2 separate regions of the Zea mays genome follow, and region 1 is linked to region 2. The links are chromatin contacts, called in public Hi-C maps. All regions are on one chromosome and are shown on one strand. Each heading gives the region's core, a stretch centred on a gene start, on an enhancer-like site or on the middle of the called end of the contact. The rest is flanking DNA. Distances are from core to core; before and after follow the strand shown. Region 1 holds the start of LOC103640763 (endonuclease III homolog 1, chloroplastic). Region 2 holds the start of LOC100127514 (ZCN3 protein).

Evidence for each region. A called contact is a pair of places that touch in the nucleus more often than the background predicts.
Region 1: a contact with region 2 is called in a Hi-C map of endosperm, with 1.9 times the contacts expected there. The contact joins the promoter of LOC103640763 here to the promoter of LOC100127514 in region 2. A contact is called at or near these places in 3 of 25 Hi-C or Micro-C datasets (ear, endosperm and tassel).

Annotation. Positions count from the first base shown.
Region 1 is chr10:5,331,475-5,336,869 of Zm-B73-REFERENCE-NAM-5.0, forward strand. It overlaps LOC103640763 (endonuclease III homolog 1, chloroplastic), which reads left to right and starts at 1,498. Exons shown (of 11, transcript XM_020545593.2): 1 at 1,498-1,810; 2 at 2,317-2,444; 3 at 2,687-2,762; 4 at 2,947-2,988; 5 at 3,907-4,025; 6 at 4,466-4,532; 7 at 4,759-4,850; 8 at 5,218-5,355. The coding sequence starts at 1,702. LOC100273126 (diaminopimelate decarboxylase) reads left to right here. Exons shown (of 8, transcript NM_001147573.1): 8 at 180-540. The coding sequence ends at 266.
Region 2 is chr10:5,030,831-5,035,975 of Zm-B73-REFERENCE-NAM-5.0, forward strand. It overlaps LOC100127514 (ZCN3 protein), which reads right to left and starts at 1,692. Exons shown (of 4, transcript NM_001112771.1): 1 at 1,428-1,692; 2 at 1,275-1,336; 3 at 1,095-1,135; 4 at 590-1,011. The coding sequence starts at 1,628. The coding sequence ends at 794. LOC103640761 (pentatricopeptide repeat-containing protein At1g22960, mitochondrial) reads right to left here. Exons shown (of 2, transcript XM_008664247.3): 1 at 4,899-5,145; 2 at 4,099-4,803. The coding sequence ends at 4,954.

The DNA of each region.
Region 1 (5,395 bases), core at 248-2,747, 300 kb after region 2:
ATGTTAACAATCGAGACCAACTTGAATATGAAAACACATAAAGCTTGCATGTGGTAGACTGTAACCGTGTGGAATTGAGACTTTGGGGATGCCCCCGTTCCCCATTTGTTGCCTCTCGTCTTTTTATCAGTTTTCTTCATTGGTCATTTAACCAATATGGTTTATTGTCCCCTTTGCAGGTGGAAGCGGACGGTTCGATCGTTAAGATCAGGCATGGAGAGAAGCTTGATGACTACATGAAGTTCTTTGATGGTCTTCCTGCTTAGATGTTTATTATCTGCGACTGCTACGGACGATGTTTTCTTGGGGATAATTGGATTTTCTTTGTCAAGCTCATTTTTGCTTTCTTGTGGTTATGTAATGTTACTGGATACTGGATAGCTAGTTGGTGCATCCTCAACTTCCTTTTCATTTCTGTTAGTTTCGTCACCAAGTTCGTCCTCAATTGCTATTTGGTTGTAACCCAGCTGTAGGATGCCTGGCTAGCCTGTAACCGCCTGAGCGTGATTTGGTTGGGAACTGACGGTTTCACCTGGTGAGACATGCCTGCGAACCAAATCTGTCCCCTGGGCTGCCGTATGTGTGATACCAAAATCTGTTGTAGCCTTGTAGGTTTACTATTGCTGTGATAATCTGTTGCAGGTTTACTATTGCTGTGATAATCTGTTGTAGGTTTACTATTGCTGCATATAGTATAATGATGTCTTTGTATTTTTTTTTCGTAAAAAATCGAATAAACGGTTTGGTCAAATTTAGTAAAAAGTCAAAACAATTATAAATCGGAACGAAAGTAGTATTTATCAAGGTAACAGGCTCCATCGTCGGTATAAATGGAGTAGCAGTAAAAGACAGATTTGTTTTGGATTAAAGACGGTTGTTTGAATGTAGCTCTAATACATAGAGATAAAACACTCTTTGGATTAAAGCGGATGAAGCTCTAATATATAGAGATAAAACACTATAGAATAAATATTTGTTTTAGATTAAAGACAGTTGTTTGAATGTCTCTGTAATACATAGAGATAAAACACTCTTTGGAAAGTCGTCCAGTCTAGGAGCACCTCTTAGATTTAGATTTGTCGAACGTGAACATGAATGGTAGACTGAACACCCATATAATCTCGATTTGACAGAGCAACACCTTGAATGAAATCAAAATACTAAACAGAGTGGGTTACCGGCTCTACGACCCCATTCCCGGGCACTACTATAGAGCTCTTTGGGCCTTGCATCTTTCTTTCGTCGTTTCGCACATAGATACAAATGTACTCTCTAGTATAAACTATAAAAACACTCTTTGGATTAAAGCGGATGAAGCTCTAATATATAGAGATAAAACACTGTAGAATAAAAAGTAGAAATCGGTATGAATTAAAGGCAAACACTAGAAGAAATGGTAGAAACCGGTATGAATTAAATTCAAATGAACCTTTTTTTCCATTGTAAAACGGATTCGTTTGCAAGCTTTGTGTTTTCTGGTTAATATAAATATTGATTGATAAAGGCTTTAAAGCTATGATTTAATTTAATCCTGGTGCGTGAAGAGCCACGCAGTAGGCTTCAGAGCCACAAGCAACGCAACTGTATTGTTTTTCAAAAACGCGAATGAACGAAAAAAAGATGAACAGGGAGGGAGAGAGGAAAAAGATGAACAGGACAGGACCTCGTCGCTAAAACCCCAGCGCAGCGGCGCGGGAGCAGATGCACCTTGCCCTTCTCATCTCCCGCATTCGCCTCTTGCCGACCGCCATGCCCAGCACCCGTTCCGCCTCCGCCTCCAGGCTGCTGGTCCGCGCTGACAACAGCCCAGGTGAAGTGAAAGCCCGCTTTTCTGCCCCTTTCGTCTCCGCGTATCTTTCTCCCCTTTTTAGTGCTCCTTTGCTAAGTAGCAAGTTCCGCTCTGCCTTGTTGTGCTATTTACTTCACCAGTTGCTCCAGAGGATCAAATTTCGTTGTACTACTAATGTCAGGTGGTGAATGCCTTCATGATGCCCCACACTAACTGATCATCTGCTGTATGCATGGCCAAGATACACGGATTTAGTTTGACGAGAACAGAATTTCCGCTCGCTACCATTTCTTTTGTCTCTGCGGATTGAACGAGACGAGTGGGAGTGTAGGACCGACGCTTCTGAGTTCAACTTTTTAGAATTTTGTTCCAACTTCAATTGTGAACTTAATCTCCCTACTCTGTTAAGAAACCCCCGTCCTGAGTATCAGTAGATCAGTACCTATGCCTGACATTTTCCTCCCAACATTTTTGGTATACTTTTCATTCTTTTTTGTCAATAAAGTACAAGTTTCATGCCTTTTCAGTTGCACGAGAAATCAAACGTGAATCCAGTGTTTCTTTGGACACTCCCAAGCCCGAAGCAACTGTCTCTGTTAAGCGGAGAAGGGTGAAGCGAGAACTTGAAGTAAATGGGCAGCATCATAAGAAGCAGGTGCCTGCTGACTGAACAGAATGGCTTTTTTATGAACAGAAGCAAGTTCCATGTGTTTCTCATTTTTTTTCCTTTCCTTACGCTCTGTACCCTTGATTTAAACTGCTTGCTTATTGAACCCTTGCTCTTTGGTGTAGTGCAGCGAGTGTTTCTTTTGTATCTAGCTACATTTATTCACTCATGGTACCTTAGTACTTGGTTTTATGCTTTCCTTAATACAAAAATTTCCTATTCATATGCAGGTCCCTGACATTGAGGATTTTATATACGAAAAGGCCAAAACATTGACATCGTCAAGTAAGGCAACAACATCTTTGGGTAAGAACCGCTGGTGCCGATCAGATAATCTTTTTCAGTTTCCTATTTAGCCAGATGTTTCATAACCAGTGTGCAAGTATCTTTCACCTGGATAATCTGCTAGCAAGTCTCTATGTGCCATATTACAATCTTGTTCACGTTTCTGCCATGTCTTGTAAAAAAAACTAACACTTCCCTTCTTCAGTCAAGGTGGAGAAAAAGGTTGGAGTTTCTTCAGTTATAAAAGGTATGCATAAATCGGAAGGCTACTTGAAGAGATAAGTTATTGCATATACGTTTACCATGCTGCTTTTGTTGTTATGCCATGTTTCGTTTTTTTTTGCAAGCCTATACCTATTGACGTCAGCAATGCTTCATTTAAGTTTTGGGCTTTGTGTTACTAACTTACTACTAAGATGAAGTCACTGGATTGGAACTTTTTTTCTGCTAGCATGTGATCAATCTTGCCACAACCACAAGTGGGATCTTACATGGTCAGGATATGCTGTGGCATTTTCAGTTTCCCATACATAACTATCATTTGTAAGCTCATTTTTTTTAATTATGTTTGAAATTAGATTGCATGGAAAACAGCTATACACGTGCCTAAATCTTGACTTGTGGCTTCTGTTGTAATTCTAGCCTACCCCAACTTGTTTGGGACCAAAAGACTTTGTTGTTGTTGCTGTTGTTTGGAATTAGATTGCATTGTTCTTGGTTCCTCTAATTGTAATGGTAGCCAAAAAGCCTTAGCGCAGTGGTAAAACTGCTGCCCTGTGACTAGGTGGTCACTGGTTCGAGTCATGAAAACCGCCTCTTCTCTTGCAAATGCACGAAAAGACTGAGTACTATAAACACAAACTGGTCCGACCCTTCCCCGGACCCGCGCAAGTGGGAGCACATGCACCGCGCTGCCCTTTTTTTAATGTTAGCCAAAAAGACGGGCTCATTATAGTCACTGATTAAAAACTTATATGAATCTTAGTTCTTCATTCTGCACATCTGTGCATTTTTTCAACCTAAATTCTTCACTGTTGCACCATGAAAAATAAGTGCATTAGGTCCAGGTTTGTTGACTTCTTATTAAGCATTCATATCTTTCATTTGATTGGTATCTTTCTTATGTCCATGTACGATAAGAAACCCAAAGTAGTCATTTGCGCAGTTGGAGCTCCAGATAACTGGGAGGCAGTTCTTGGAGGCATTAAAAGCATGAGGTTATCTGGTGAAGCCCCCGTAGATACGAAGGGCTGTGAAAAAGCTGGTTCTCTCCTTCCACCCAAGGTAGTTTTTGCCACAAAATAGTCTTTTCACCTTTACAATTTTATGTTAGAGCCTTGTTGGTATGACCTGTTCCAAGTTTAGTTCCTACCGTTGCCATTTAAAAAGGAAATATAAAGAGAAAAAGGCGGAGCTCTTTGGTTGGCCTTACATAGGTGGCTTCGGGGTTATGCAACTCACCTAGTTGGCTAATTTCCTTGTGTTGTATTACAATATGAAAATGATGTTTGTATTTTCCTGTGTAGAGTCTAGAAATAAAACAATCTGTACATTAATTTTGTGCCAAATTGATTGGAAATTTTCCACATTTGTGTCTCTTCACTTATTTGCTGCTTTATAATACTTATGCCTTTTTTCTCTGGAAATAATTGTGCGTTTGGGTTCTGTTTATAAAGAGTTTAGGTCCAGTTGTAATCAATACTTCTCTTCCTATTCCTGGACAGGAAAGAAGATTTGCAGTTCTGATATCAACTATGATGTCAAGCCAGACAAAAGATGAAGTTACACATGGTATGTCTTCAAAATTTCCTCTGTCCAGAATTGGTTATGCCTTCTTGTTGAGAATTCTCCAACCACTGAAGTATCTATTGTTACTTTGGAAACTCAAGAGTTTTTTTGTTCTGTCATATGAAATTCAGGAAAAATTAGCCTTGTCATGAGATTCGCTGATGTGTTTGTACTAAATAGTTGTCCTTTAGAAATTTGCTGATTGCATTTTGGAGTCAATTCTTTTCAGCTGCTGTGGAACGCCTCTCTGAAAACGGTTTACTTGATCCGGATGCTATAGTGAGGACTGATGAGACCACGCTTGCGAATCTTATCAAACCTGTAAGTTGCAAAGGTTTGCACTCTATTAGGATATGCTTACATTGTTCTTAAGTTAATAATTACTGGACTGTACGCACCAAAAAAAGAAGGGCAGGTCTGGTGCAGTGGTGGGAGTTGTTTTATTGAGTCACCAGATCATGGGTTCGAAGCAGCCTCCCCTTTTATGTACCCAAAAAAAATGAACTTAGAAGCATGAAAATGTAAATTCACGTTTGCTTTTGTTATCCATCACAGGCTTTGCAAATACACCAGGCTTAACACTATCTGAAATGGAACATTGCTTTAGTCTCAAAATGATTTGAAGCTAAAGATTACAAGAAACTTCTCAGATAGATGACTCACAGCATACTGTTCATGATTTTAACAGGTCGGATTCTATCAGCGAAAGGCGCAGTTCATAAAAGAAGCTTCTAAAATTTGTCTTGAGCGCTTTGGAGGGGATATTCCGGATTCTCTGAATGAACTGCTTGCTCTGAGGGGAGTTGGCCCTAAAATGGCTCATTTGGTAATAATCTACTTATTCTGTCCTTTGTGGTTGAAATATG
Region 2 (5,145 bases), core at 442-2,941:
CCTAATTGTATCTAGTGCTTCCTTTGTCATCTTGCAGCTGTGGCCACTCAATGTCAATGGGTGCGTGTTCGAGGAAATGTCAATGGTTACTGAGGAGCAGTCCAATCATACTGCCAAATGAGGCTCTGGTTGGTTTGCTTTCGTTATCATATATGAAAATATAAAACATTTTACCTGTTGAACATACTTTCATCAGGAGAGACATGAATACCGATTGTTTGAAAGTTTGCACCATACATTTGTGAATTCGTAAGATAAGTTAGAAGTCTAAAATGTGAACAGTTATTTTATGCTGGGTGTTAATCTTCAAATTGGGCGGACATTTTTTTCGCATATTTTTGTATGTCTATATCAATTATGTGATAATTTCTTAATAGTTCTAAAATTCTTATATCAGGTTCTAAAGTATTTACTACCTGAACTTATTCTACATCCTGTTGTGAGGCCTTGTTTGAATACTTTAGTATTCATTTTAATCCACATGTATTGAGATGGATTGATGTGTAAATGAAAGTACCCAAACAAAGCCTGAGGGATGTCCCCCAACCCTGATTTCTGGCTTTCAGTGATAGAGGTCTTACACATGAAATTGTACCACAAGCATGGATCATTCATAGTTCTCATTCTTCCTACTTACAAAACATTCTAGTACTAACACAATCCGCAAAATACATCTGGTTTATTTATAAGGTAGTGCTCAGGAGAATTTAATGTAGAATAAGTTCATCGACTTCCTAGAAAGAAGATCAGAAGGCCCTTATTATCGTCAGGTAGGCAATAAGAGCTGGGATTTTCAGCGTCTCCTAGCAGCAGTTTCTCTCTGTGCATTGAAGTAGACGGCAGCTACAGGGAGGCCAAGGTCATTTTCCTCAGCGAACTGCCGGGTGTTGAAATGATCTCTGAAGGATGGCACAGTTACATTTTGCCTACCCTGCTGCTTGAAGAGCACAAAAATGAACCTGTGGATACCAATGCTAGGTCTTGGGCTCTCGTAGCTTATGATCTGTCGCCCTGAAATTTGGAAGATGAATGGTTATTAATTCAAAGAAGAACTAGAACATGGAATAGGCTAAGCCTGAATCAGCAGAACCTACCGAAGGAGGCATCTGTTGTCCCAGGTATATCAGTCACGATCCTGCAAATGTAAAGGCTGCCTTTTAGCCACATTACTCTGAAGTGCTAGAAATCACGGAATTTTCTGTATATGAAAGATATGGTGCTATCATCATATGCTACTTGGCATCCCTACTAAGGTAAGAAATGCTGAACATTACCAATGAAGGTGCTCCCTTAGGTATGGATCACTTGGTCCTGGAACATCTGGGTCTGTCATAACCTGAAATTTGATGACCATGGCCATCAGGGAGGAAGAAGTGGTAGTAGTACTTGTAGAACATTTGTCAACGATGGAGCATCTGACTGCTAACCAATGTGAAGAAAGACCGCAAATCGCCCCCTTGAACCGCCACCCTTGGTTTGGACACAACAGCTGATGGGTAGATCTCATGGCCATTGAACACGAGTTTGTTGGAGTTGTAGGTCACTATCATCTTCACACACGGGTTGAAGGAGTCGAGGACTTCTCCGATCACCCGCCCGACTATGAGAGGCTCCACAGACCTGGACATGGTTGGAGGGACAGGTACTTATGTTTCACATGTGAATCGCTCGCTCTGACTGAACAGAGCAAGCGAATGCACTCAATGACACTGTGAGCTGGTTATTGGGCATTGGTAGAGGACAAGCCTCTCTATTTATAGCGGTTATGAGGCTACTGGCCTGCTGCTGAGTGTAGGATGTAAAAAGAGGATAGGAGGCATGGGTGTCTTTTAGTTGGGTATGGTGTGGATGCAGCTGAAGTGGCAACAGGAAGCTTGTACCGCTTTTTTCCAAGAAAGCCAACGAAGGATTAATTAGGAAGTGTGGAAACACCTTACTGTGGAAAAAAAACATCTAGATGACCAAAGGTCTAATTAGGAAGTGTGGCTTTTTTCTGGATCTAAATGGGGGGGGGGGGGGGGGGGGGGAGGGGGATGAATACGGTTCTTTAGAATTTGGTTTTCAGTGAAACTACCAATTCTATTCGGCATGCTTGATTTGATGCTTACTTAAACTGCCTATATTCTTGCCCTCCTGCTTCCTAATGCTGATTTATCTTTTTCATGGCCTAGGAGACAAGATGCAGCACTGTCCTCACGGAAGCCTCTCAGCCCTCAGATGTTCGCCTTTGCTGATTTAGGGGGTGTTTAAATGTACTAGAGCTGTTGGCTAAAAAATTGCTAGTGGAATTAGCTAGCTAACTATTAACTAATTTACTAAAATAGGTAATAGTTGAACTATTAACTAAGGTGTTTGATGTATCCAACTAATTTTAGCCATTAACTATTAGTTCTAGTGCATTTAAACACCCCCTTATTTGTTCAAGCAACGCTGCAGAGATGTCGACTGTCGACTCGGGTATGAGGTTCTTGGGCTTCTTGGTCGAGGCGTTCAAAAAATCTTTATGGTTTTCCATAAGTGGTGGAGCCAAGCTAGCTAGGGTAGTGGAACCTGGTAGTTGCTCCAACCAATGGCGAGCTCCTATAATTGCACCATTGGTAGGTAAATCTCAACAGGTCTGTTATATATATATTGGACTAGTTTAGCAGAATAATGACTCTCACCTCCATGCAGATGGGCAGATGGCGATGTTTCTCGGTTGCTGTCATAAGCTGCTGCCCGACACCTCGGCTAAAAGGAGCCGTCCAACCGAGCCTTTTGTCCCCGAACACGCAGGTGAGATGAGTGGTAAGTAACCAACCTGAGTGACAGGGAGGATCATGGCATCAAGAATTTAGAGGGGAGGAAGGCCACGATGCAGGCTGCAGCGGATCTCTCCATGGATCAAGGTGTCCGCGCATGATTGAGCACGAGGCAGAGTCCAAGCACACTACGTACGATAACACTTGTCGAAAGCTGCTATTATGGGCGTTTCTGTGTGGGATTTGGGCAGTCAACGCCACGAGATTTCCTACGAAAACTGACTGGCTCAGGGGTTTCATGCATACGCTGCTTCTTTTATTATTATTATTAGTATTATTGTTGTTGTTGTTGTTGTTGTTATTATTATTGATATTATTGTTGTTGCCGACCAAGCAGTAGTACCAACTTGGAAGGTGAGCCAAGTCAGGGTTCAGTGCGTTCTCGCCGTCAGCGTGCACCGAGAAGGAAATGACCTCCCAGTTTTTCTTGCCCATTGGCATGTAGGATGCTTGTTGGATTCTCCCCAGTACCCACTTGCACTTGCCATGGAGCCGGGGACCGTGGTGCACCGAGAGCACGCCTCTGCGTAATCCACCCGTGCTAAGCACCTTTGATGCGTGCGTGCCAGTTTGCCCCGTCGGCGGCATGCACCAGCAGCAGCCGTGCCAGTTTGCCGACGCCGACTCGGGAGTCAGGGATCACTACGACTGTGTACTGCACGCAACAGGCAGCGCCACTCTCTCTTTATCCACAGCAGTGAAGTTGATCCATCCCCTCGTCAGTACATGAGCGTTCTCTCAGTATTTTCTTAAAATTTATGGTCTGAGAAATTGATAAGACGAATAGATGATTAATAGTATTGTATGTGCATGCCTCATTTCTACAGTTAGTCTATCAATAAAAAAAAAATTCAAATATCAGCAACCACCATAGAAGAAAGTAAAGCTCACAACTGATCAAATCAAATGAGTGAAACTGCATTAGACAATAGCATACCTAACTATGTTAGGCATTCGTACCAATGTACCATTGAAGCCTTCATATGAGTAGAAGCATATCATGTGATGTATCAGCTCGTCCATGATTCTGATATTATGCATGCTGTCAAAACTCACTTGCATACAGGCCATACACTTTCCACTTCTACTTCTATTTGGTAAGATCGTTAACCAATACAAAGTACCATGACGTACATATATTCAGCTACAGGTTTACACCTCATATCCAACCTCTTGCTAACTTCTCTGGAGCTCCGAAGTTTTAACACAAGTGAAACAACAAATTCTGATGTGGGATGAAAGTCAAAATTGGTAAAGATTTGTTCATGTCAATAACAGTTGGGACAGAGCTGGATTTTTTAAATGAATAATATTCTCGCTAAATGATTCAATCAATACTAATAAAGTTACATTTCTGACAAGTCAATATACTATGGCTTATGTTTATGGCAAAATTGATGATGATACAAGAATTATTAGTTACAAAAAAAAACCTTGGTATGTTCTTACCAAGAGAAATCCTACAAATAATTGAAGAAAGCTCAGTCGCAATGGCCTATGGCCATTTTACTAACAGAGCTAGTTGGGTAAGGAATCGAAGGCCAACAGGTTTCCAGTATACCTCATCAAAAGGAAATAACAAAGGGGTCAGAATTGTATCAAGTGAGGTTTCTAGAAACAGAGCAGATGCCTACCACCCAGTTTTCACTAAACACATATATCCATGGCTATGATGCCAAGAAAAGAATCATGGCAAGGTTTAAGCAGCAAGGGGGGAAGACCTGATTGTGATCAACTATTCATTTGGGAAGCACCAAGCTGATTAACTAAGAGAACATGGTCTAAAAAGGTCTTGCTTTTCTTTTTTCTTCTTTTTGGATGGAATTGCCCCCAAGGCCCAAACTTCCTCTACCATCTCTGAGCAGCAAGAGGAAGGCCTGTTTGTGCTCAACTATTTGTTTAGAAACCACCCAGCGGCTTAATCAGAGAATATTGTTTCAAACTCTCTTTTTCTTTCCATTTTGAAACGAATGGTCCATGAACTCCATCTATCATCTCTGGCCTGAAAAGAAAACGGAAATATGGTTGGAGACATGAGCAAAGCTAGTTAACAAGCCAATGATGAAGAGAAATATGCATATAGGAGAGAGCTCTCACAGGGAGATATCAGCAAAGCAAGGACAAAAGGACAAGCTTTCAGAGCTCGATCAATCTATTCACCCAAAACGACATTCTCCAAGTACTCAATTGCATGGTGCATGTGACCTTCATCAAATCCCTTGAACAAGGCCTTACGTGTTACATAATCTGGATGAATACCGTTCTGATGCATTTCAAAATAGAATCTCATCGCATCTTCCCAGTTGCCCTCTTCACAGTTCCCATCTATCAACAAAGTATATGT